Regions from separate parts of the Mus musculus genome. Here all the other regions are linked to region 6. A link is a contact called in public HiChIP or PLAC-seq and promoter capture Hi-C data. All regions are on one chromosome and are shown on one strand. Each heading gives the region's core, a stretch centred on a gene start, on an enhancer-like site or on the middle of the called end of the contact. The rest is flanking DNA. Distances are from core to core; before and after follow the strand shown.

Evidence for each region. Promoter capture Hi-C pulls out the DNA fragments that hold promoters and counts their contacts. HiChIP or PLAC-seq counts read pairs in DNA pulled down with a chosen protein or histone mark.
Region 1: a contact with region 6 is called in an H3K4me3 HiChIP or PLAC-seq map of bone marrow-derived macrophages, with 5 times the contacts expected there. The contact joins the enhancer-like site here to the promoter of Cyba in region 6. A contact is called at or near these places in 2 of 39 promoter capture datasets (the HPC-7 cell line and trophoblast stem cells) and 2 of 115 datasets of contacts at active chromatin or transcription factors (bone marrow-derived macrophages and embryonic stem cells).
Region 2: a contact with region 6 is called in an H3K27ac HiChIP or PLAC-seq map of embryonic stem cells, with 2.0 times the contacts expected there. The contact joins the enhancer-like site here to the promoter of Cyba in region 6. A contact is called at or near these places in 5 of 39 promoter capture datasets (cranial neural crest, frontonasal cranial neural crest, hippocampal neurons and 2 more), 1 of 15 datasets of contacts at CTCF or cohesin (the NIH/3T3 cell line) and 1 of 115 datasets of contacts at active chromatin or transcription factors (embryonic stem cells).
Region 3: a contact with region 6 is called in a promoter capture Hi-C map of the HPC-7 cell line, with 3 times the contacts expected there. The contact joins the enhancer-like site here to the promoter of Cyba in region 6. A contact is called at or near these places in 12 of 39 promoter capture datasets (the 3T3-L1 cell line, the HPC-7 cell line, cranial neural crest and 8 more) and 2 of 115 datasets of contacts at active chromatin or transcription factors (bone marrow-derived macrophages and embryonic stem cells).
Region 4: a contact with region 6 is called in an H3K27ac HiChIP or PLAC-seq map of double positive thymocytes, with 5 times the contacts expected there. The contact joins the enhancer-like site here to the promoter of Cyba in region 6. A contact is called at or near these places in 5 of 39 promoter capture datasets (cranial neural crest, embryonic stem cells, fetal liver and 2 more), 11 of 115 datasets of contacts at active chromatin or transcription factors (bone marrow-derived dendritic cells, bone marrow-derived macrophages, craniofacial prominence and 6 more) and 1 of 9 other capture datasets (liver).
Region 5: a contact with region 6 is called in an H3K4me3 HiChIP or PLAC-seq map of bone marrow-derived macrophages, with 3 times the contacts expected there. The contact joins the enhancer-like site here to the promoter of Cyba in region 6. A contact is called at or near these places in 2 of 39 promoter capture datasets (both in embryonic stem cells), 1 of 484 Hi-C or Micro-C datasets (embryonic stem cells) and 3 of 115 datasets of contacts at active chromatin or transcription factors (bone marrow-derived macrophages, embryonic stem cells and microglia).

What each region holds. Positions count from the first base shown.
Region 1 is chr8:122,153,238-122,157,669 of GRCm38.p6, forward strand. It overlaps a transcript of Zfp469 not described here. Among named protein-coding and RNA genes, the nearest start is that of Gm39268, 5.5 kb to the left of the region's middle. Within about 2 kb of position 2,309, at least 42 of the 459 cell types and tissues checked have an H3K27ac peak or open chromatin away from gene starts, as enhancers often do. A contact at or near this core is called in bone marrow-derived macrophages and trophoblast stem cells, where this site is marked.
Region 2 is chr8:122,054,171-122,058,077 of GRCm38.p6, forward strand. It overlaps a transcript of Zfp469 not described here. Among named protein-coding and RNA genes, the nearest start is that of Gm34413, 39 kb to the right of the region's middle. Within about 2 kb of position 2,016, at least 43 of the 459 cell types and tissues checked have an H3K27ac peak or open chromatin away from gene starts, as enhancers often do. A contact at or near this core is called in embryonic stem cells, where this site is marked.
Region 3 is chr8:122,033,428-122,037,758 of GRCm38.p6, forward strand. No RefSeq gene overlaps it. Among named protein-coding and RNA genes, the nearest start is that of Mir7237, 58 kb to the left of the region's middle. Within about 2 kb of position 2,339, at least 17 of the 459 cell types and tissues checked have an H3K27ac peak or open chromatin away from gene starts, as enhancers often do. A contact at or near this core is called in the HPC-7 cell line, where this site is marked.
Region 4 is chr8:122,873,738-122,877,823 of GRCm38.p6, forward strand. All of the region lies in intron 1 of Gm39273 (a long non-coding RNA gene), which reads left to right. Among named protein-coding and RNA genes, the nearest start is that of Gm39273, 5.4 kb to the left of the region's middle. Within about 2 kb of position 1,619, at least 7 of the 459 cell types and tissues checked have an H3K27ac peak or open chromatin away from gene starts, as enhancers often do.
Region 5 is chr8:122,109,974-122,114,164 of GRCm38.p6, forward strand. It overlaps a transcript of Zfp469 not described here. Among named protein-coding and RNA genes, the nearest start is that of Gm34413, 17 kb to the left of the region's middle. Within about 2 kb of position 2,463, at least 113 of the 459 cell types and tissues checked have an H3K27ac peak or open chromatin away from gene starts, as enhancers often do. A contact at or near this core is called in bone marrow-derived macrophages and microglia, where this site is marked.
Region 6 is chr8:122,431,577-122,436,053 of GRCm38.p6, forward strand. Cyba (cytochrome b-245, alpha polypeptide) reads right to left here and starts at 1,364. Exons shown (of 6, transcript NM_007806.3): 1 at 1,234-1,364. The coding sequence starts at 1,291. Mvd (mevalonate (diphospho) decarboxylase) reads right to left here. Exons shown (of 10, transcript NM_138656.2): 9 at 3,228-3,336; 10 at 2,020-2,599. The coding sequence ends at 2,519.

The DNA.
Region 1 (4,432 bases), core at 1,059-3,558, 280 kb before region 6:
ACTAGCTGAGCACAAGTGTTTACCTCTCCACTTCTTGCTGGTGGACGCCATGTGTGACCAGCTCCCTCACACTGCTGTCACCTCCTACTGCTGTGCCTTCCCCATCACGATGGACTGCATCCTCCAACCAGGAGCCTAAATAAACCCTTCCTTCCGTAAGTCACGTCAGGGATTCTGTCAGAGCAACAGGGAGGACCCGACAACCTGTGGCCTCGCCGGGGCTTTCCCTCTTCACTGCTAATGGGTTCTTTTGTTTTCTTGTTGAGTTTCAAGTCATGCTTTTGGCGAGGCGTAATGTTCGTTGGCAATTCAAGATCATGTCTGTGTCCTCTGCTGTTGGCTTCCAGGTATATACCTTAGCATTTTATAGTAAGTTCATGGCCCATCTCAGGTTGATCGTGTCACACTGTGGGGTGGCCCCCTGAGCTCTGTCCCTTCAACACTGCACCATTATAATCATGCAGACCTGTGGCTTCTGAAGCCACATTGAGATTCCATCCTTTCGAGCTGGGGCATTCCGGTGCTTAGGAGCCATATTGCTCAGAGCCTCTGTTTTTCCTTAATACTCGGCTGCTTTTATTATTGATTCTCAGTGATTTTGAAATATTCAAGAAAATCTGTTGGGTTCCCGTAAATTTGAAGCCACTGGTGTAGTCTCATGTGTTCCAAGTACCCTGTCCTCCTTGGGTGGGCATGAACAGAGACCTCAGGAGCCTCGAAAGCTGTCTGTGACCCATGTTTGTGAGACTTGGTGTCAAACCCTGCTTACCCAGCAGATGCAGGACAAAGGCAACGGAGAAGCTCTCACACCACCAGGACCCCAGAGTTTGCAGTTCCTCTGGCTATAAGCTTACAAATGTCCATTCATCAGCTTTGAGATGGGGTCTCAGGTAGCCCAGGCTGGCCTTAAACTCTGTATACCAGAGGATGGCCGTGAACTTGACTTCTGCTTCTCCTGCCTTCGAGTACCGGTTACCTGGTTTGTGGGTCCTGGGGTTTGGGACCCCAGGCTTTGTGCATGCTAGACAAGTACTCGCCCAAAGAAGCCGGCCACATCCTGAGTCCTAATGTGTTACTTTAAGGAGCTGGAGTCACCCAGCACTGGGGACAGCCACTGTAACTTGTGTGTTTGCTGTAGAAAACAGGTGGCTGCAGTTAGGCTTCCCCCGCCCCTCTTCTCAGGTGGGAAATCCAAACTGGCTGGCCTCAGGGACTCAGGGACTCAGGGGCTGGAGGAAGCAGGGTTGCCTTGCTCATGGCTCCAACAGAGTGTCTGGTCTGTTTCCACCAGGCTGTGCCTCTGAGGATACCTGCCAGTGATGGCAAGGTGACTAATTGTTTAAGAACGTAAGCATAAGGGTGCTTTGAATGAAGATGGCCCCCCATACTCCCAAAGAGTAGCATTATTAGGAGGCGTGGCCTTGTTGGAGTAGGTGTGGCTTTGCTGGAGGAAGTGTGTGTCTGGTGGTGGCTCAAGCCAGGCCCAGTGTCTCACACCCCTTTCCCACTGCCTGTCGGTCTGAATGTAGAAGTCTCTGTTACCTCTTCAGCACCGTGTCTGCCTGGACATCACCATGCTTTCTGCCATGCTGACAATGCACTGAACCTCTTAACTGTAAGCCAGCCCCAATTAAATGTGTTCCTTTATAAGACTTGCCACAGTCATGGCGTCTCCAGAAACTCCTAGGACAACGAGCACCGGTCGCACGCACAGACATGTGGACTGGAGGAAGCCAAGGCTCGGTGCTCAGTGTAGGCATGGAGGGTGAGGCTTGACAAGGGCTCTTTCCCTTCCTTAGAGGGAAACAGGCTATAGCCAGATGTCAGGTCCAGTGGAGATGCGGAGGGGGAACAACTAGGGCTTTGTTCCTCACCCACTTTTGGCCTAGCACCCCAATCTGCAGCCTCTCCACCCCAGCACCCCTTCTTCATCACTGAGAGCAAAGATGGAGAGAGGGGTGTTGCTGTATCAACAGCTCTCGGTGAGCACAGCATCTTCCTACGAGTTCTGTTGCCTGGGGGCTGAGCCTGTGAGTGTCAGGGCTGGGTGGAGCCTGCCTTTCAGGAAGTGTCCTGCTTCATTCACATGGTGAGCTCCTTAGCCTTTCTAGGTGGCCCCTGTGACCACAGCATAGAAACCAGACGCTCACCCCGACACTTTCCTCAGGCCTTGTCCAGATTCCAAGCAGCTGAAATAATTGTGTGGGCCTGGGGGTGGGGGATTCCTCGGCCATTTTCCACAGCGCCTTGCTCTGCACTCGGGTTTGACCTTCCGGCCTCTGCTGTCTCCAGGGAGAGAAGCCTGGCCCTGAGAAGTATCTATGAAGTATCCAGCAGCCCTCTTTGAGGGCAGCTGCCAGGACTGCCTTCTGGGTTTCCAGCGGAGCCTTTGCTTGTTGATCGCTCGCTCACTCATGCATCCATCTATTTATTCTTATTTTCAGTGCAGGGATGTGAGGGCCACAGTGGGCTGGATCCCTTCCTCCAGATTGGCTGCTGAGTCAGGGTGAAATGTCAGCTTACTTGCTCTCTGAGTCCACAGGTTTTTATATATTGAGTGAGAGAGAGAGAGAGAGAGAGAGAGAGAGAGAGACAGGCAGACAGACAGACAGACAGACAGACAGAACACAGAAGCTGTTTGCAGGGTTGTTGGGGGTTCGTTGAGCTACTACTGGTGTCTTGGCCAGGCTGCCTTCCCAGGAAGCATGCCCATGATGTCCAGGGAACATGCCCATGATGTCCAGGGAACACGCCCATGATGTCCAGGGAGCATGCCCATGATGTCCAGGGAGCATGCCCATGATGTCCAGGGAACATGCCCACGATGTCCAGGGAGCATGCCCGTGATGTCCAGGGAACACGCCCACGATGCCCAGGGAGCATGCCCATGATGTCCAGGGATCACGCTCATGCCATTCTTCAAGCTCTCACGACTGCTGTCCTAACAGAGAAGAGAGGAGCATGGGAAGATGTAGCTACAGCGCATCCTCCCCAGGGAGGCCGTGGGGTGACTCACAGGAAGGACACTCAGCCTGACCAGCACCAGTGCAAAGCCCAGGGAACACCATATCTTTGAACATGGAGGCTGAAAGGGTCTGTAGAATGGCTGTCTGCTCAGTAAGGACATGCGCCAACTGTGCTAACCTGAGATAGATCCGGAAGACAGGGATCAGGCACACTGCCGTGGGAATGCATAGTAGCCAGCCATGACAGAAGACAGCTCAGATGCCGCTCAAGGAAACAGATACTATTATAGACCAGCAAGTCCATTGCTGGATGAAACCCAAGTGCTGAAGGCTTTAGTGCTCATAATAGCTAAAACCACAAAAGCCCAGGTCTCTCTCCAGATGAACAAAATGTGATCCTCTCATAGCATGAAACATTAACCTTTAAAGGGAAAGATGCTTCAACTCCGTGGAACAACAGAAGAGATTTGAGGATTGTGCTAAGAGAAGTAGTAACCAGTCATAACACCCTAGGGTCTGGGGAGATGACACCTAATGTCAATCTCTGGTTTACACGTGCACAGGGCACGGGGAGGAGAATGAACACAACACTGTGAATCTGCTTCAGTGCACACACACACATGCTCACACATATGCATACATGCACACATGAACATGCACACATACTTGCACACACGAACACACATATGCATGCACAGACACATACACATGTATGCATGCATACACACACATGCACACATGAACACACACATTCACACACTCATGTATACATGCATACATACACACATTCACACATGTACACACACATGAACACACACATGCACAGACACACACATGCACACATGCATACACACACAGACACAGAAGAGCTGAGGCTGGGGAGTGCCAGGGGCATTTAGTGTAGCCGAGCCTCCATTGGGGAGATGGGAAGAGTTCTGTGTGGACCATGGTGAAGACTGCGTGCACCACTAACTTGCTTTAAAAGTAGGAAACCTTATGAATATTTTCCCACACTTAAAATTTTAAAAAGGATGACTCTCATAAAAATAAATAAAAACGTGTTAAATGAAGGAAGCTGCACATTAAACACACGAGCAGCTCACTCTGCTGTTGGAGCCAGACTCATGGCTGGGCAAGGCTCGTCTTGCCTTGTATCTCCTATACTTAGGGGAAGGTAAGGTTGGCACAGGATCTCACTATGTAGCTCTGGCTGGCCTTGAACTCATGGAGATCACCCTGCTTCTGCCTCCTGAGTACTGGGAAGAAAAGCATGTACCGCTACGCTCAGTTTAAAATAAAAATCAAACAGCTCAGCTCTGTTTAGATCTGCTCTTCCCAGGGGCAGCTTCCTCTCGGAGGCTTAGTATGTGACTCACCACATGAACTTCAGGCCTCACTCATCACAGTGTGGCTCCTGAGAATCTCTTCATGGGCCCCATGTGGTCCGCAGACTGATGCCGGAAGTT
Region 2 (3,907 bases), core at 766-3,265, 380 kb before region 6:
GGGCCTGCACAGGAGCCTGCACCATGGGAAGATGAAGCAGAACAGAGCAGAGATGCCCTGGGCAGCTCAGCCACCTCGGAAACCTGTTTGGTCACAGGGTGGAGGGTGTGAAGAGATGCTGCATGTGGATAAGCTGTGAAAGGGAAAGGTTCAGTGACCTTCTGAGATGTCCTGTGACCCTGGGTGAGACCCATAGTCGGACCCCACGGTACACATGGGCAGGAGTCAGAGCCTTGCTCGGAGACTTGCCATCGTGAGCACAGACTGCCAGAGCCCGGGATGCTCAAATCCAGGATCCGCTCACATGCTAGGTTAGGATGTTCTGAGGGCCCCGGGGAGCAATCATCGTTATCTCTGAGCCAGAACTCGATGGAGGGGGGATAAAGCTGCCCAGAGCTTTGGACAATCCGGGAGCCCTTGTCTCTTTTTAGCGCCCTGCTATGGGAATCCTTTGAGCAGCTGCTTGGTACCCACCTGCTCCTCTGTACCCATACAAAGCCAGCGCCCAGTGTTAGGCGTTCCTTCACAGTCTAATCCTTCTGAAATACCAGCCCCTCACCTGGGGCCTCTCTGGGTGTCAGCCCGTCCTTCTTCTGCCCCAAGGTGGTGTCTTTAAGATGGTCAGCTTTGAGCTTCTTAGTAAGGGCAACAGGCCGCACACAGCACCTGGGACAGCCTGTCTGCTGGCTTTTGCTTTCTCTCCCATCCCTGAACTTGGACTTCCTCCACCATAAAGCAGAGCAGCACTTCAATGACATGCAGATGTGGGGCTGATTTCCCTCTCTGGGTAGAGTGGGCTGATCTGGGCTCAGATTGCTGCTCTACGGTTTCCCAGCAGTGCGACCCCTGTATGAAAGGCGGGTTTTAGAAGATGATGTCCTGACATATACATACCAAAGGCATACATGCCAGCAATCTTAATGCATTCATTTATGAGGGAGATGGGAAGATGCTGCCAGCATCTCACAGATCCACTGAGCCAAGCAGGCAAATTCATGGGGAGTGTCGGGGGAATTTACAGATCAGTTCTGAAGAGGCAGCAATGGAGCAGGAGACCAGAGGCCACTCCCTTATACCCAGCAGGCCTTCACGGCTTCTGAGGCAGAGGCTAGGCAGTGAGTGGGCAGGCTGGAAGTACAGCCTCTTCCCACCTCAGTTTGCTGAGCTTCCATGGAGCCTTGACAAAGAAGAGAGCAAGTATGGCTGCTTCGCATAAGCTGAGGGGTCACGGAGCTGGCCGGGAGTCTGTTTCTCCACCCTCCCTCCCTCCCCTCCTTCCTGTTCCTTTAAGGGCAGATCCCAGGCTCAGAGGCCTCGCCCACTGCCATCCCTGGGGCATCCTCAGGAGCCCCTCCAGCCTAGCTTGCATCCATCATCATTAGCTGTCCCGATGAGCTTGACCTTGCTCTTCTGGAAGCATTCAGCCATTCTCCAGGTCACCAATTCCCTTTCCGGCCGGTTGCGTAAAAGCAGCCAGACATTGAGGTTTTCATTGGAATCCCTTGCTGCAGGTGTGGCCGTAGGCAACACCTGCTATGGGACTTCGGGTCTGTGGCTTGGGTGCATGTTCCAGAAGTGGGAGGGGACTGGGGCTCTGGTGCAGGAAGCTGTTCCTGCTGGATGGGGGTGGCCTGTGACACAGCTGGGGACAACCTCGAGTTTGCAGCTCGCAGTGGGCTTCCCGGCCCCTCGCTACTTGAGTTCTGTCTAAGGGAAGCGAAGGTGGCTGACTGGCAGGGAGGCTAGCCTCAGCTACTCAGCCTGCTCCTCCCGGTAAAACGAGGGAATTGTGGGTAGGTAGATGGGAGGTCTGAGTTTTGTTCTGACCGTGGCCAGCCAAGTTTGCAGAGTGAGGCTTTGTCTAATCCAGAGATCAGGCTCTTCTGGGAAGAATAGGGTGGGGGAAGCCAAACTCCATCAAGCAGCTAGGGAACCTCCCCCAAGACAGGACAGAGAGCACACGTGCCAGAGACACAAGTCTGTGAAAAGAGAGAAACCTTTGCCCTGGCTCATTTCTCAGAGGGCTCAGAATAGACTCAGGGCCACCCTGAGGTTGGGTGGGGTCTTTAAAGGGAGCCAGAGGCCCACCACCAGGCAGGAGCTGGCTCCCCCTGGTGTGGGCAGAAGGCTGGGTTCTACCTACTCCATACAGGACAAGCCACTCTGTGCTTTGCCCTCATTTGCATTTCCTAGAGTGACATCATCAGGTGTGAGAGGGTAGCCTTAGTGCAGGGGCTGGGAACTTACTTAAGGGTGGCTGGAGGAAGTGGCCATGGCATATCACCTAGCCACCTACTGATGATGGGGGGTGGGGAGGGAGAGGGCTCCCTGGACCTCCAGTGGCTGGGCTAGAACCCAGCATGGCAGCAGAGGGTATGAGAGAAGCCACTGCTGGACAAGGCTAAAGACCAGAAAACCCGAGTCATTGTACCCCTGGGTAGGGCCTGTTGAGTAAACAGAGATCTGCTATACGCATCAGCTCCCCACTGGGTGAAAGATGTTTGTGGGTGTCCCACGCTGATCCTGAAGGGGTGGATCAGGCCACCATAACTGGAAGGCCAACATGCTATACTGGATCGTCTGGCTTCCGCTTGGGGGCAGTGGGATCAGTCCCTGGGAGCTGGTAGTGTTGGTTCCAGGGCTTGAGAGGATGGGTTGGAGTGAGTGGGGACTCTGAGGGCAGTGGAGTCCCTACTATATCATGAGCTGAAAGCTGACGTTGGTCACAAGCCCTGGTCAGGCTTCAACATGAGATGTCATCAATTATGTAGATAGAACACGAACTCTGAAGGGGGTTCATTTGGCCCAGGGCCCGTGAGAGTTTGGCCCTAATGCTGGGCTCTTGGCTCCCATGTCTAAGCCCAGCCCTGGGCCTCCGGGAGAGTTGAGTAGGTGAAATGCCATACATACTTGTGTGCATCCATAATTGATTCCAATGGCCTAAGGATGATAAATCACTCGCTGCTTTCTCCGTAACCTCCTCATCCTGTCTTCCTAATCCCGAGTTGTCAAAGCAGCTGCCAGACCACATTGCACTGCTGTGATGTGTCCAGGATGGCCTCTGAGAGCAGGTTTATTCTTTACAATAGGGGTCCCATGTCAGTCTGTCTCTCTGTTCTCATGGCCATGGACAGAGCTGCGTCAGTGTATCCAGGGTAAGGACAGGGAGCAGGGGTAGGAGGAGTGAGGACCTCTCAGAAGAAAGACAGGACAAGCGAATCTCACTGCTCAGCTATGCCAGGCACAGGCCTTCCAGCCCACTCGCTCCTGTTTCCCAGTGTGGCACAACCAGGAAGCCTTCTATTCATTTGCCTATGAATGATGACAGACGGCAGCTTAAAACCCATAGGGCATCTAGGATCCCCCTACCTGTCACCTGATTCTTGGTTCTCCAACACTGGACATCCCTCAGATTGATGGATCTGCCCATCATCCTGGGTTGGGCGATCAAACCCAAGTGTAGCCTTAATACATTCCTTGTCTCCTGCATTCCTTCAAACTGCTCAGTAGAGATAGAGGTTGGATTAGATTCTGGTTCTACCTTTTAAAACAGTCTGTTGTGATCAGAAGATGGCACAGGTAGGTGGCTCCGTGCAGCCCAGACGTGTCTCACCGGGATGGCTCTGGCTTCTGAACTTCCTGTCTGATCAGTTTGAATCCTAATGCCGTGCTATATTTCTACCTGGGCTGGTTCGACCTTCCTTAGATAACCAAGTGGTCCCTGGTTCTCAGGAGGGTAGCATATTGATGCTTAACCTAGCATGGACACCCACACGGAAGTCCTTGACTCCATCAGTCGTCTGCCTCAGCCTCCTGAGTAGCTGGGTCTACATGAGTGAGCCCCCACACTCAGCTGGGGCTCCTGTGTACTGCTTGCTGGCCTGGGCAGTCACATGGGGTCAGGAGC
Region 3 (4,331 bases), core at 1,089-3,588, 400 kb before region 6:
TCCTCAGGTTGGGTTGCAAATGATAAAACAGGGGAAGGTTAGCCCCACAGGGAATACTTTTAGGCCTTTGGAGGAATGGCTCAGTCACTAAAGTGTATTCTGTCCAAGGGCATGAGTTTAGTCCCCAGCCACCATATTAAATGCCAGGCATGGCAGCATATGTCTGTAAGCCCTGAGCTGGGGAAATAGAGGCAGAAGGCTCCTCAAAGCCTGCTGGCTGCCGTCTAGCCGAATCAGTGAGTTCCAGGGTTAGTAAGAAACAGTGTCTCAGAAGAGAGGTGGAGAATGAGTTAGGAAGATGCCCAGGGTCGACCTCTGTTGTTCCATACACATACATACTACACATACATGTGTACACACAGGTACATATAATGCATACATGTGAACACACATATATGTACATTCTACACATATATGTAAATTCACACACAAAACAGCATCTGTAGGCAGGTAGACCAAACTTAAGTACTGAGAGAGGGGGCTCAGAGAACATGGCTGGTAAGCTTCTAGGTGGGGGTGACACAGGGAGAAGGCAGACTGTCTACAGCCCCAGGGTATGTGATAACCCTGCTGTGCTTTCTCTGAGCCTTTGTCTGACCCCACAGTCAGATCTGGACATTCAATCCTGGAGCCCTTGGGCCCCAGCCGTAGATATATTCCACCTTTAATCACATGTGAAGCTTCAGGTAGCCTTCTAGTTGCTAGCTCTGCCTGCCTAGAAAGAAACGACTTGCTCTGGAGACCCAGGGACCCACTGTGCTCCCAGAATCTGGAACTCCCTTGAAGGTCAGCACAATGACTGACAAGTAGCACCCACCTCTGAAAGTCCCTAGGGGTGGAGGGTTAGAGAGGTCAGACAGAGGAAAGCTCCAGAGTTAGAGACATAAAGAGACAAAGGCAGACAGTGGGGGGTTAGAGACCCTGTCTTAAAAATCAGGGGGACCTGAGTGGCAGTGATGCACACCTTTAATCCCAGCACTCAGTAGACAGGGGCAGGTGGATCTCTGTGAGTTCTGGCCAGCCTAGTCTACAGAGATTGTTCTAGGACAGTAGGACAGCAGAGCTACGCAGAAATCTTGTCTCACAAAACAAGAACAAAACCAAACAAAAAGCCTCAGAATCAGCCATAAAGACAGGCAGAGCTGGAGAGACGGAGGCAGAGATGACGATGAAGCATCTCGAAGCTCTCCCTTAGGCCATCATTCGTGAGGCTGGGCTCGACAGTGTTGGATACTTTTGGCCAGTGAGGCTCTATACCTGGCTGGGCCTCTGGACCTCAGAGTCCTGCCATTAGTCTCTGCAGATGTCATCTCTTCTGGCCCTGTGTGGCCTGCATGGCGTGGTTCCTCCTGTACTTACAGCTAGGCATTTTCTAAGAGGCCAACATTGGTTGACTCTGACACTTGATTTGATAGCTAGCTGGCTCGGTACAAGAGCTTCCCCCCTCTCTCCTGCTCCCTCGCAATGGGAATATCTTATACGTGCAGCCTTCACTTCAGCTGTAAAAGAAAATTACCTCAAACGTACCTCGGCATTTGGGCCCTCACCTTGGCTCCAGCAGCAGCCATACACAGGAAGGACCTGCCGGGGGACCAGACGAGCCTGTGTTCCGTGCTTCACTACATCCTTGAGTAGAGGAAGTGGCATTGATGAAGGGCAGTCCCTTGTCAGCCACCTCAGATGCCACCTGCTGGGACACAGCAGCACAGGACAGCACAGGACCTGTGCATGCCTGGGGTTTATGGTGGGTCCTGTGGTGTCTGTCTTTACTGCTGGGAACTGGGCCTCAGCCGCATGTTTTCAGGTCCATCCATTTAACGTCCAGAGTGCCGACCCCTCTCCCAGGCCCTGCCTGCCTCGCTAGGGCCCTTTCCACGTCTGAGGTGGCCTTAAGTCTGGCTGCTTTGCTATAAGGCAAATGGGCAAAGTCCAAGTCCCACCTGATTCCAGGAGGCCGGCCGGTTGCTGTCCCGACCCTGTCACAGCTGGCTCAGAGCTAGGAACTGTGCTGTCTTTAGGGCCACACCTCTGTGTTCATTGTTAACATCTGGGTGAGGAGAGAGAGGAAGACAGGCCAGAAGAGTGTGCCAATCCCTATCCCACCACCTCCAACTCTGCTCTGCCACCCACCCTGCAGAGGTGCCTTCAGCTGCCATCACCAGGAAGCTCTGCAAGCGGTGCTACCAGGTCCTAGAGGGGTTAATCCTCAGGCAGACGCAGTTCCTGCTAGTCAGCTGAAGCGGTTTTGCAGATGGTCTGTGTGCCCAGTTGGCCCTGTGGCTCAGGAGAAAAACCACTTAATAATATTTCTTTCTGACTCTCAACCCCCCCCCCCCATTGCAACACCAGTGAACAGATAGATGCCAGGAAACTCTGAGGCTGCTGTTAGGTCCCGGCGGGTGCTCAGAGCTGAGCCGCCTCGTTTGTGTGGGCCTTCCACCTCCTGGCCTCTTCCACACTCATTTTTGGGAAGACTTTGTTCCTCTTAGAGCCTGCAGCTCAAATCCCACTTGGGGAAACAACAGGGCCTTCCTCCTTGATGTGTGGAGGTGGCAAGATGGTCAGGCACTTTATGTCCGAGCCGAGGAGTGGGCCGTCTGCCACTGAGGCCACAAACCTGGCATGGAGGGTCCAGCTTCTGCTGATCAGTTTGGTTTTGGCAGTTTTTCATGCTCTCCCACCCCTCAAACCATAGCCGCATATAAAAACTTTGGAGAGGGTTCAGAGGGATTTTACAGCTTCTGAGGAAGACTGGCACAGGCTGGACCAGTAGTTAGTGAGCGGCAAGGAAATGTCACCTTGCAAAGTCAGGTAGGCTGATGCTTTCCAAAGCAGTAGGAAGGAAGCTGGGTCCACGAATGTTCCAGCCACAGGGGCTGGGACCGTTGTCTGTCCTCAAAGCCCCTTAATGTGGCAGACTTTTGTGTCTGCTTCCTCCCACCCAGCATCGCTGAGTTCAGGGCTGGGGGCCAGCTGTTGCCACAGCATTAGGAGCCACTTGAAACTCCCTGTAGGTCTCCCTATAGGCCACCTGTTCAGGCCAGCTTCCTCCTCTGTCCCCCATCACCCCTGCCTTCCCATTCCTGCCATAGCTGTGGCTGCAGTATGTGTGGAATTCGCCAGGGCAGTGAGCTGGGGACATGTGTGGTTGGGTTGGTGTGTGTGTGTCTGGGTTTGCTGTCTCTTCCAGCGTTAAGGATGGAAGCAGCTTTCAGCAGGTTCCAGCTGTCAGTGACGGACATGCTTGCCGGAGCCCTGGGGACGCCCACCAGAACACTGGCAGTGGTAGTGTTCATCCTTACTCTGGCTGAGGGTGCCAGTCATACTTTGGACACTCATGTTGGAGAATCCCCACATCCCTGAAGCCCACAGAGGCTACGGGCTAGGTCTAGAATAGTCCCGGAATTCTCAGGTTAGGAGTTTCGGAGCGTTCAGCCCTGCTTGGCTTTTACACAGAGGTTGGTCAAGCAGATGTTGAGTCATAGTCCTTGAGCTTGATGGTGACAGTATACCTACTATTTGATGACCATGGGGCCCTTCTGGCCACCAAGCCTCAGATTAGTGACATGGAACTTGCCTTAGAGCTGGGTGGGCTTTATGACCTGAGCCATTACTGTATCCAAGTTGGTGGGGCACTAGTCTATCCTTGATCAGAATGTCTCAGGAAATGGGCCCAGATTCCCAGAGCTTCTACCAAGAACCTACCTACGCAACGGGGCTGGTCTGCTCAGATCCCATGAGGCCCCTCTCTCAGTGTCCATCCTCCCTGTCTGGGGCAGCCAAGCTGTAGGCTGCTTCTCTGGCCACCCTGTGAAGACCTCCGGGTATGAACAAACAGGCCCACTTGCTCCCACTCGCGCTGAGTGGGCACAGCATCTCTTTGGTCCAAGGGGTCAAAGAAGCTGCTCATGCCTGCTAAGTTCTGTGTGGGGGTGGGGGCAGCTTGGGGAGTGGCAGCTTGGGGGAGTGGCAGCTTGGGAGGCCAGAAGTTCCAGAAGTCCCGAGGGCACCCAGCTCCCGCCTCTGCCTTCTCCCTGCCTTGGGGGAAATTTTTAGGAATGATCTCATCCCAGTGGGTGTGGGTGCAGGACCGAGCTGTGCTCCACTCTTCACTGGAGTTTACAGCAAGCCCCGAAAGGTCCTTTATTTTCTCATGCTTCTCCCAGACAGAGGGCGCTTCCCTCTGACCCCCAGGCCAAGCCATAGAGCTCTGGGTGTCATTTATTGGCTAATAAAGCCAATGAGAGAGACCAAGGCTAAGGACCAGCCCTTGCTCTTGGGTGAGGGGTACAAGATGATCTGATAGTTCTGGCTCGAGTCTAATGATGGTG
Region 4 (4,086 bases), core at 369-2,868, 440 kb after region 6:
TTTTGGCAGATGAGGAACTGCTAAGTAGTTGCCTCTCAGGTTCTGTTTAGTCTGGGAAATGGATTCTTGATGCCTTCCACTCTGCCATTTCCCAGAACCTCGTGCAGTCTCTCCCTGTCCCTAATGTATCCAGTTCCTTACAGATTGGACCTTGGTGTTGTTTCTAGATCACTGTCAAGCCCAGGGTCAGGACATCTATGTATTATTACCCTGTGTTATTTTATGTGTCTTTACAATGTTTTGTTTTGAACATACCTTTTTCGGTTTGTTTTATGGGCATGTTTTGCTTGCATGTGTGTGTATGAATCCCATGAGTGTTTGGTGCACATCAGCAGAGTGCATTGGATCCATTGGACCTGGAGCAGTGGATGTCTGTGAGCAGCATCCGGGTGCTAGGAGTTTAAGCGAGGTCCTCTGGAAGAGCAGCGAGTGCTCTTGATGAACCATCTTCTATGTTTCCAGCCTTTTGGGCATCAGGGGGATTCTGAAACGGTTTCACTGTGTAGCCCTGGCTGTCTTGGAACTCACTCTGTAGACCAGGCCGGCCTCAAACTCACAGATCCACCTGCCCCTGCCTCCCGAGGGATTAAAGGTGTGTGCCACCACCACCAGGCTATAAAAGTAATTTAAAAAAAAACTTTTAATTTAAAACTTTTTAGCTAGTCTGGTAGCAAACACCTTTTAATCCCAGCATGAGGGAGGCTACAGTAGAATCTCAGTGAATGGAAGCCTGGCCAACCTGGTCTACACAGGAAGTTCCCGGCCAGTTGTCTCCTCTTTGACCCTGGAGTTACTTCTGAGTGTAGTGCTTAAGCTGAAGTCCTTTGAGAGTTTTCATCTATCTACTTGTTATTTCTACTTTAATCCCATTGTAGTCTAAGAACAGACCAGGCATGATTCCCTTGACATTTGTTAAGGTAGGAATGTGTTCTTCCACACCCTCCATGTGGGCCTGAGGAGCTGTGTTTGCAGTTAAAGGGATCTGTAGAGTCAGCCCATCCAGGAGGTTGTGGGCGCTGCTTACATCGGGATGCCATTATTGGCTTTCAGCCTGCAGGACTGTTTCTGTGTGTTGTTCCTCCCTCCCTCCCTCCCCTACCTCCCTCCCTCCCTCCCTTCCCTCCCATCCCTCCCACCCCTGTTCTTCCTTTCCTGTGTAGCCGAGATTCACCTCAATTCCTGCTCTTTCTGCCTCTGAGACCCTGGGGTTACAGAGGAGCACCTCACCCCCCACTGCAACTGTTTCTGCTGGTGCTGATGTCTGATGTCTGCTTCTCCTAGTGCTCGCTCACTTTCTTGCTTTCTCTCAATCCACTCCCTTCCTTGTCTTGATGGGAGTCTTTTATTTATCTTGAGTCAGTGTCTTATACTGTAGCTGAGGCTAGCCCCAGAGTTGTAGCAATCCTACTGCCTCTGTTTCTAGATTTGAAAATACAGATGAGAGCCACCCACTGTTCTTGGCTTTGTTGTCAATGGGGTCTTCTTACATATTGCCCAGATTGGCCCTAAACATGAAGCGACCTTCCTGCCCCTGCCCCCTGTGTACTGGGATCACAGGCCACATCACAAAGCCTTGACCAGTTGAGTTTTACAGCGTTTATGTGCTCCGTGTCCTTTGTGCCACCCCATGTCTGGTTTTAATCAATTTGACTGCTAAGGAAAGACAGGAATGTATAAGCAGTGGAGCCTGACCTGAGCCCTGAGCCCCATACTCCAGAATAGTTCCCAGGGACCAGGCCTCTGGCCCCAAGAACTGCATGCAGTCCACACCAAGACTCATGCTCTCACAGTGGGACTCCCTTGCATGCCTGTGAGATGGGGACAAGGTGCGGCGTGGGGGTGGGGTGGGGGGCATGGAAGGTTGGAGAGCGAGGACACTAAGGCTGCACAGAAACTGTTTATCATCCTAACGTTTCCTTGAGCGTGGGTTGAGACGGGGTCTTGCTATGAAGCCCTAGCTGGCCTCAAACCCATAGCAACCCCCTGCTTTGATCTGAGTGCTGGGGCTTTGGCTGTGTACCCTGAGAATTGGTGGTTTTCCTTTCGCCTTTCTTTAGTGCAGACCGGCATTTTTGTTTTCTTTAAACCTTAAATTTCCTAATGCATTGTACATATGCAATATATACAATATAATGTATGCATGTCTGTATGGGTGTATATAATGTATATAATATAATGTATGCATGTCTGTATGGGTGTATGCCCAATGTAGGGTTTTCTGCGACCTCCAAAAGAGCCTGGCAAGTCCTTTGGAGCTGGAGCTTCAGGCAGATGCGAGCTCACATCCTTTTCTGGGAACTAAATTTTGGGTCCTTTGGAGGAGCACAAGTGGTCTTAGCTACTGAGCCATCTCTCTGGCCCCAGACCTGAATTTCTGAGTCTCCTCTCTCCCGGATCCCTAGGCCTCGTGCAAACTATCCACAGACTTAGACACCGCCTTAGCCTGACCCGTGTTTTTCTAAAGAATGTCTAATATTCCTTGTGGGGAGGCATTCAAGACAAATTCCTTCAGTTCAGCTTTTTTCCATTTCCTCCCTTCCTTCCTTTCTTTCTTTCTTTCTTTCTTTCTTTCTTTCTTTCTTTCTTTCTTTCTTTCTTTCTTTCTTTGATATTATCTATTATTATATCTGATTACACCGTTGCTGTCTTCAGATGCACCAGAAGAGGGCGTCAGATCTCATTACGGATGGTTGTGAGGCACCGTGTGGTTGTTGGGATTTGAACTCAGGACCTTCAGAAGAGCAGTCGGTGCTCTTAACCACTGAGCCATCTCTCCAGCCCCCCATTTCCCCTTTCTTAAATAGAGCAAACCTTACAGAAATCTGCTTGCCTCTGCCCTGGGTGCTGGGTTACAGGTGTGCACCACCCCAACTGGCTGCCCTTCACCTTGGAGAGTAAGGTTCCCGGGGCCAGGTCTCCGGAATAATGGTTTCTGTGCTCCTTTGCTTTGCTCCCTCCCTGTCTGCTGAGATGGATAGCATTCTTACCATTGTTTCTCCCTAAGAACAGCTTCTTTCAGGATTTCTGTACTTTAAAAATGGTATGCCCAGAGGCTGGGGAGAGGCTCAGTGGGCAAAGTGCCTGCCAGCAGTGTAAGAGTGAGAACCCGGCCAGGCGTGGTGGCGCATGCCTTTAGTCCTAGCGCTCAGGAAAAGAGGCAGGCAGATCTCTGGATTTGAGGTCTACACAGTGAGTTCCAGGACAGCCAGGGCTACATAATCCAAATCAAAGCAAACAAAAAGGGTGATGTCACGGTCGGAGGTAAAGGACAGGTGGGAATGAGAGCCTGCAGTCCCAGCACTCAGGAAGGGGAGGACAGCGATCCTGGAGCAAGATGGCTACTTAAGACTTAAGGGAGAGCCTGCTCAATGTCTAATCAAGGAAGACACTGATGACAGAGCTCTGGCCTCCTGTATGCATCTTAATGAGGGCTACTCCTGCTGTGATGAAACACCAGGACTTGAGAAAAGTGTTGGGTTTTGTTTACGCTTCCACATCATGGTTTATCACTAAAGGAAGTCAGGGCAGGAGCCTGGAGGCAGGAGCTGATGCAGAGGTCATGAGGGAGGATGCTCCTCATGATGTGCTGACCTTGTTTACTTAAGAGTTCCCAGAACCACCAGCTCAGGGGTGGCACTGCCCACGGTGGGCCCCGGTTCCACATCAGTCACTAGTAAGGAAATGCCCTCTAGGCACCTTTTCCAATCAGGGTTCCCTCCTCTTCAATGACTTTGGCTTGTGTCAAGTTGACAAAACCAGTCAGCACAACATGCATGCACACACACACACACACACACACACACACACACACACATCACTCTTACACATGTATGAGTACATTCCTGTGTGCATCTGCATCAGGATACACACAAACACACATTTCTGCATATGTATACAGATGTACAATCCTATATATTTGTACATACATACAAGTGTATGCACATATGTGTACATCTGAGCACACATAGGCACATACCTATAAACATACATACACCAACATAGGTACATACCTGTGCATCTGTATATACATGTACATGCTTGTATGATGGTAGATACACTAACATGTGTATTCCTATGGATCCATAC
Region 5 (4,191 bases), core at 1,213-3,712, 320 kb before region 6:
TCATGAGGGCCCCACTCACGTGACTTATCGTCTCCCACAGGGTCCACCTCCTGTTGTCACTTGGAAAAGTGGTTTCCAACATACAGACTGGGGAGGGGGGGGGCGGGCGGCGCACAACCATCAGACCACAGCAAGAGCCAGCCCCTTCTAAGTACCTGACCATGGCCTCTGCACACATTCGCCAGCCCACGTGTCTACAGCGTGGTTTCTGATCACACTCCTGTTTCCACTAAGAACCTAGAGAACCCAGGCTACACACCCAGAGTACAGCCCAGCACCGTGGGCCATGAATGCCCCATGGCCTCCGTGCCCCAGGAGATCAGCCCCGGGAGGGAGGGTGCGTGGTCCTATGACGTCAGCTCAGAAGGACGAGGGGGCGTGGCTTGTTTCAGACAAGGGAGTTCACCCTTGAGGTCTGTCCCAGGACTTGCCAGCTACTGGGGAGTGGTTTCTCTGAGCATGCCAAGCACAGTCATGATGGGAGAAACCGCCTTTGTTAGCCGTGCCATCTGCCTGGAGGGATTCTCACAGATATGGGGCCCGTGGCTTTGGGCACCAGGTGCTAGGGCAGCATCTGGAAGTGATTCATTCCCGTGGAGAGAGCAACAGCATGGCCACACCTCTGGTGCCCCAGGCCGCTGGCCCTCCTCACTCCCTTCTTACCCCAGTCAGGGCAGATCAATGCCTCTGTCCAGCAGTCTGTCAACATGGCAGTTGACATGCATAAATCGGCCCTTCCCCATGCCAGGACAGTGCCGGCCAAGAGGGAAAATGTTGATGCTCTGTCTTTAGGAGGCAGCGTTGGGGGAAGCAGGGCTGGGTTCCACAGTGCGAGCAAGAGCCAAGTGCACCGTGAGGGCTGAGTTCCGCGAGAGGTGAGGGACTCGCAGACATTTATAGAATAGTTCAGCTGGAGACAGTCCTCATTGCTCTCTTAGAGAGCACTTTCTCCATGACTTCAGCCTTAGAGGGGGTCATGAGGCAATGCGTGCTGGACATGTTCTGAGAACCCAGGGCTTTGGAAGCCTCAGAGGGGTGGCCTGACAGGCTGCTCTTTCTTCACGTGCTATCTTTAAGCGGAACACACTTGGGCGAGGATGTGATTGGGCTTCAAGGCGTGGCTGGTGGCTTGCAAATTGCCTGTTGTCAGGACTCCAGCTGGGCTGTGTTGTAATCACAGAGATCTCAGCAATAAATAATGAGTACATAGGATGTGCTGTCAGAAGAGCACGAGGCTTTGTAGTGTAGACAAATGACCCCCCCCCCACCCCCCCTTCCCAGTCTGGAAAAGTCGTGAAGATGAGGAGGCCAACAGAGGGCAGCAGGGCCTGGCTCTATGATCTGGAATGACTTATGAACTAGGGTGGTGAACGATCAGTAGCCATTTTCTCAGGCAGCAGAGAGGGATCGTAGGAAAATATTCGACTTATTAATGTGTACTCTGAGCTGTTGTGAATGAGTGGGGGCTTTCTGGGGAGGTCTGAGATGATCTGAGAGGCTTCAGGGGACTGGTGTTATAGGTTAGACCCTCTGCCATCCCTGGTCCAGGTAGGAAGTAACAGAGTTCTTGAGACGTATCTCTAGCGCCTAATCCTGCTTTGGTAGGCAAGACGGGGACCATCCTCACTGGATGGATGAATAATGGCTTGTGTAATTTTTAAAGAAATCATAGAAATGGGATGTGACTCTGAGACCTCAGTGTCCCAGAGACAGAAGAAGGGCTGGACATGTTAGGCTCAACCCCAACGACTCTTGCTACTTTCTTTATGCCCAGCTATTGAAACAGAAATCTTGCTTGCGTGTGATTGATGGTCTGTGTAAATTGTGGAGATTCCCCTCTAGGTTTGTGAAGGCGGGATGGAGCTTCGAGGAGGGCAGGAGGATGGCCCGATGGCCAGATAATCGTTCCCATGGTGATTAACTTGGGAAGCTGCAAGGGCTCCGCCAGAGGAGACTGTGCTCTGCCTCTCGTGAAATCATCGAAGTTCTGCTTCCACGTGAGACCGCAGCCCTGCGCTCTGACTCACCCCTTCATCCATCTGTGTCTGGGACCTCAGAAGCCAGACCCACCCTTTCCTTTGGCAGCTGGGGAAACTGAGGTCCAGAGAAGGGTGTGGATGTCCCAGAGCAATGTTGACAATGTCATGTCACTTAGAGGATAGTACCTGGACCCCAGTCTCACTTCATCTGGGCAGCACCTGCCCCTTGGAGCTACCAGCTCGGGGGCAGACTGGGGTGGTCTGCAGGTTGTGGCTATGCACTAGCTATGTCAGAGGCCAAGCTGGCTCCCAATGAGAGGGTCCCGGTATTCTTAGGAGGTGGAGGGACCTGCTCTGGTGCCGCTTTCCTGGTTCTGATCAAGTGTGGTGGAGGAGGGGAGCCTGTGGCTTTGGCAAGGAGGGAGGGAAGCTGGCGGGAGGGGAAGGAACCGAAGCTGACACAGGAGATCACCAGATGATCAGGAGACAGGAAGTGGGTTTGAGGGCCACCCTCTCCCATTCTTTCTCTTCTTCTGACTGAGTTCGGTTTATAGCCCCTGACCCCATGATGTCACCTCATGGCTGTGGCTGGAAAGCTTGTGGTGGCAGGGGGCGGGGGGTGGGGGGGGCGAGCATGAGCTATGACTGCGGCCCACTTCTGCTGGATCCAAAACACAGGCCAGGAGCTCCCAGAGCCTCTCTGCAGCCTTGGCTTCTGCTGTTCTCAGGGACAGTGGCGAGCACAGCCTGTGCCTTTCGGAGCTGGGGGTGGGGTGGGGTGGGAGGGGGTACTCTGAAAACCCTGTTGCTTCTTATTTGGATCGGGTCCCACCTGGGTTCCCTGAAGCCAGGACATCCTGTTCCGTGGTTCTAATGTGTCTGTTGGTTTTGCTACCAGCCCTTTTCAGGGAATCTCATGGCTGGATCCTGTGTATTGATGATTCACTGGGTTCAGGCTTGGCCACAAAAGTGGCCACATGGTGGTCACGGCTCCGTGGTCTGTGCTGAGGCTGACCTTGGAGGGAGCTGCCACGTTAGTCTCCCCGTCAGGGCAGAGTGTCTGGAAGCAGGTATCAATGTGGGAAAATGTGCAGTTTGTTACCAGGTCTTGTCTCCCTGTGGAGAGGTGGGTAGCCATTCACCAGATGGCGGGTGCTCTTCCAAACAGTTACCCAGACTCCTGAACCCAACACGAGTGCCCCTGGTCACACTATGAATGTATTCTCAGGCACACAGCAGGTGCCACATCAGTGAGTAGCCCATAGGGTTCAGGCTCAAAGGGAAGAGATGCCCTCCCCAAGGCACACAGTGAGAGAGATTCAGGTTTAGAGGAGGCCTCAGCAGCCATGCCACTCATCTACCACAGGATGACAAGCCACCTGTCCCTTGCTGTACTAGTCCGTGGATATGCCACAGGTCGAGTATACCCACCGGGCGAGTTTAACCTGTCACCCCTACTAGTGCTAGGTATCCACAGATGCGTAGCCAATCACCCTGAGCTGCTGGGCTCCTCATCCATAGATGTGTATGCAGCCACTCCTTATCTTAGTTGTCCACGGATGTCAGTCATCTACTTACAGTTGTACTAACGATCCCTGCGATGTAACCGCCCACCTATTACCCACTGTACTAGTTATCCCAGCTAGGTAACTGTATGCCCCTTACCCTCTGTAGATGATTTACTAATAACCCCTAAGGTTAGAACTTCAGTCTCAATTCTGTCCGTGAATCTCTGTGACCTTGAGAAAAATCCCCAAGTCAGCTTCTGTCCAGGACGATGGTTGTGCTGGCTTCTTAAGACACCGAGAAATACAAGGGCTGATGAGATGGGGAGTGGCTTCCACACATGAGGCCGGAACTCAAGGCCCAGCCAGTGGCTCGAATTCAGAGCCTTGGAGGTCAAGGTGGTTTGGCTCGGCAGGTGACATGGCTGCTGCCCACCCTTTGCAGTCCCTGCAGTCTGAGTGGCCACATTCTGTCTTGGATTGTCCTGGTGAATCTTTGGGTATACCGGCCATTGCTAACCACTGACCGCATCTGACCCTCCCCTCCCTCTAATACATTTCCTGGGGACCCCCTCCCCCTCCTTCTCTCTGCATAGTAGAGGGTTTCTGAGGAGACTATAAATGCTTTCTGGGGCAGTTTGTCCAGTCCCGAGGGCAGACACTGCTGGTCATTCAGATAGTGGGTTTGGAAGAACACCCTCATCAGC
Region 6 (4,477 bases), core at 114-2,613:
TTGATTGGACCTAGACAGTTCAGAACCTTCCCAGGACAGTTGTGCTTTCCCGTAAAAAGAAAAGTTAGCGGAAGTCACACTCGGTGGAGAAAGTAAGTGGCCACAGCCTGTGACTCCTCAGCACAGGAGACTTGTGTCAGCCTGAACACCCTGAACAATTAGCTGAGGCAGTACATAGAGACCTTAGCACACACGAGGACAGGAGACACTGCATGGACAGCGCTCGCCAGGTCTTCCCACCCTTAGGTGTGTCTGGCACCCCCACTTCCTGGAGGTAACTTTTGAAACCGTCCATAGTGGTCACAGGACAAACCACTACTGGCAGGAGGCTGGGAAGGGTAAGAAGGGAGACTGCAGGTGGGGGAGGGGCGCCATTTTCAAAAGGTTGGGGTTGCAAGGCCTTCCACGGGAGCTTCCAGCGTGGGCTGGGGGAGATTTCTCTATCACCTCTTCGATGCGCTATTCCCGGGTGAGTGGAGGGGGGTCTGGGCCATCCTCCCTGCCCTGGCAGGTCTTTTCTGGCTCCCTTCGGCTTTGAGGCATGTCTGCAGTTTCTAGTCTCAGGCCTGCTGCTCATGGTCTGGTCTATTAGGTTCCTTTCCTGGTACAGTGAAGCCCAGGGGTCCCACTGCCCCTTGGCAAACCTCCCAGACAAGCTGAACTGTTCAAGCCACGGCCAGTGTCAACCTGACTAAAGACTAGTGTCCTGCATCTTAACTCGGCAGGCCATCAGGGCTAAGATCACTCTGAGGGGTGTCCAGACTCTTGTGAAATAGTTTCTGCGCACACTTCGCTTGTGGGATGGAGCCGATTGCTCCTCTAGGATGAGCTTAGCTCCTATCCCAGGCCCCTCGGGGAGAAGCCGGAGCCCGAGTGACCTCAAGGCCAGAGTCCCAACTCCTGGCCAAGTGGGCTGTGCGCAGAAGAGGGTCTTCCGGGGGTTTTCCTAACCAGGCGGGAAACCACCGAGTGAATGTCTCTTCCCCAGCTGTAAGCAACTTCCTCCTCTGAGGTCCCAGCGCGGACCCAACAGGGTGCAGGGCGGGGTCGCCTCTAGAACAGGCGGCCGAGCACGGCCTGCAGCGGCCACCGCCCGTCCTGTGCCCGGAGGCCCCGGTAGGTCTCTCCGAGGATCCGCGCTTTGAGGTCCGCAGAACCAGCCCGAGCCCTGCTTCCCCCGCGGTGCCCCACGGGTCCTGAGCAACCCCTCCACCCGCAGCCCACCTCACTCACTCAGGCCAGACGCCAGCGCCTGTTCGTTGGCCCACATGGCCCACTCGATCTGCCCCATGACGAGGACCCTGCGCACACGCAGCAGCCCGGTCCAACTCTGCAGCCCACTTCGCAAGTCCTCACTGATCGGCCCGCCCCCTGCTCAGGCCCCGCCCTGTCGGGCTGTGCCCCAGAGGCCTCCTCTGCACCTTCCCTTTGAGCCTTGGTGGGTGGGACAGTCTCCCCATCGACCTCTCTCTCCAGCTGGAAAGTACCAGGGCCACTTGTGACTGCTTGTGACTTGTGACCGTACCCCCCCAGGGCCAGAGGCGTAAGTCACTTCATCCACCTGCTCCTCTAGTTATCAGATAAAGGCTGCTCCCTAAAAGGAGATGAGGTTACTTCCGACCCACTGTGAGCTGGGGCAGGTGTGTGTCCTGGGTCACGTGACTACGGGGTGGGGGTAGGGGACCATAGTGTGCAAGGCTGGGAAAACCCAGAAAGCAGGGGACAGAACACCGGAACACCGTTGTTCTGTTGTCTCTTTCCTCTGGCCTAGACCAGCTCCAGCAGCTGTTGCATGTATGCTGGGGTATGACTTAGGGTGGTCACAAGGTGGCAGGAGACTCTCACGGGGCTGGCTTGTGGGCAGTGGGAAGTGTTCCTGGCAGGACCCACTTCAGCCCCCACCTCTCCACTACATAGGGAAACAAGACTGAACTCAATGGCGGGTAGGACCCAGCAGATCAGTAGACCAGAGACCCTAAAGCGCTGGTTTAGGAAGAAAGAAGAAAGCACAGCCCACACGGGCAGGCAGGAACAGCACACTTTATTCCTGTGGTCCTCAGGTCCACTGACTGCACCCTCATGAGGCACCCACACACACAATGGACCCTACCTGTGGGCTCGACAGCCCCTACCCTCACCAGGAGGCTTTATAAAGAAACTGTGGCCTGAGTCTCAGCAGAGAGGCACCGCTGTCTGAGCCATCACGCTTAGATGGTTACTGAGGCCCTCAGAGCATCTTGGGGGAGGGGGGAGGCACCGACTCCCCATCCCTGATGAGCAGCTGTCTGGAGTGCTGGAAGGTCCATCGAGTGGGTCAGCTAGCCCTTCAGAAACCAGCGGGGAACCGGAGGCACTTGAGAGGGGTTCCCGTGATCGCCTAGATGGCTGCCCATCACACTCGACATCCCCCAGTATAATCGATCATCAAGCAGCCCTTCAGGAGAGGCTGACCAGCAGGCCAGCTCCCGAGTTCCAGTGGGCAACCCCTTTCTCCAAATGGCACTGGACGTGGAAGAGGTCAAAGGTCCCGTTGTGGCAGTCCATCCTGGCCTAGCAGATGATCATGAGTGTCGTCTAGGACTTGAGGTCCTGGTCCGACCTGGGGGGAGAAAAATCAGTGTCCAGTCATGGGGTGCGGCAGTAGCCGCTGCTCCGGAGACTTTACAGGTCAGAGACTCTAAGGCAGGATTAGATTGGGGGGGGTGGTGAGACACGGGTGGGTCCCTTCGTGGTAAGTCCACACCAGCTTGCGCAGGATGAGCCTCTCAAGCTGCCTGGGGTTCCATTCCGGGCTAGATTGTGGGGATCTTAGTGACCCTCATCTCGTGTGAAAGGAGGGACCCAGAGCAAGCCTCTTTGAGCAGGATCAGGAGACGCGGGGATGCTGGCGTGCTTGTGGTGGGTTACATCCTGAGAGCAGATTCCCAGGGACCCCAACATCTACCTCTCCTGGCAAGTGACTGCTTTTTATCATCTTTCTGTCCAGAGTACATAACCCTCACATCCCGCCCCCGCTCTCCTCTACGAGTTGTCCCTAAATGACCACTGAGGGGAAATGAGTAAACCAGACAGTGTCCAATGACTCTGAGCCTAAGAACGCCATGTGGCTACTTCCGTGCCGTGGCTGATGTGGGCTTCTGCCTCCGCCCTGAGACACAGTGGGGGAGGCTTGGATCCTCCCTCCCTCCGGCAGGTAAGGGGGTGCCTGCCGTGTGTACTGGCCTCACCTGAGTGGCAATGATGTACTGGACCCCACCAGGGCTGGGCTCCACCGCCAGCGCGGCCTTCAGCTCATCAGAGAGAAGAACAGGTGCCACCTGCAGCCCCTTTAGGAACCTGGGGAAGAAGGCAGAAGCGTGTTCATGAAGTTGTGCACGGAAAGCCCAGAAGAGCAGCTCCTCAGATACGGTGGTCTGGGTGGGCTAGGGATGGCGCGGGTGAGGAGCGCAGGGGTCTACTAGGAGGGAGGGTTTTTTTTTTGTTTTTTTAGGGATCATGAGAAGATGGAGAAGTGGCCCACACATTCACATTCAGACCAGTCTCAGAAGATAGACCCATGCCAGGAAGAGACAAGAAACCACACACTCAGCTGGGCGTGGTGGCACACGCCTTTAATCCCAGCACTCAGGAGGCAGAGGCAGGTGGATTTCTGAGTTCGAGGCCAGCCTGGTCTACAGAGTGAGTTCCAGGACAGCCAGGTCTATACAGAGAAAACCCTGTCTCGAAAAACCAAAAAAAGAAAAAAAAAAAAGAAACCACATACTCACAGGTTCAGACTTGTTCGGTATGGAAGAAACTGGGGCTTTGCTTAAATCCCCCACTTCAAATTTATGAGGTACCGAACCTGCTCATCAGAGTGCCTCATGCATTGATTTCCTAGTAAAACTCACTTGTGGGCTAGAACGGTGGCTCAGAGATTGAGAACACTCTTGCAGGGATCCCGGGTCAGGTGCCCAGCACCTACATGGCAGCCCACAACCATGTGTGACTCCAGTTCCGGTGGCTATGATGCCCTCTTCTGGCTGTTAAGGGTACTGCACACACACATGGAGAACTAACTTTTTTTTGTTGTTTAAAGATTTAATTATTTATCTTTATGTATGTGTGTGCACTGCAGCTGTCTTCAGACACAGCAGAAGAGGACATCGGATCACATTACAGGTAGTTGTGAGCCACCACGTGGTTGCTGGGATTTGAACTCAGGACCTCCAGGAGAGCAGTCAGTGCTCTTAACCAGTGAGCCATCTCACCAGACCCAGCATTAACATTCACGCAGGCAAAATACTCAGACACATTAAAAAAAAGTCTTAAAATATTTTAAATAAATAAATAAAGCTCAAGTCAGTTTTTGCTGAAGCAGGGCCCCTGGGCTTCTAGGGATATTATTCTCCTTAAAAACAAAAATTTTGTTTTTCCCTGGGTGGTGGTGATGCACACACCTTTCATTCCAGCACTCGGGAGGCAGAGATAGATGTTT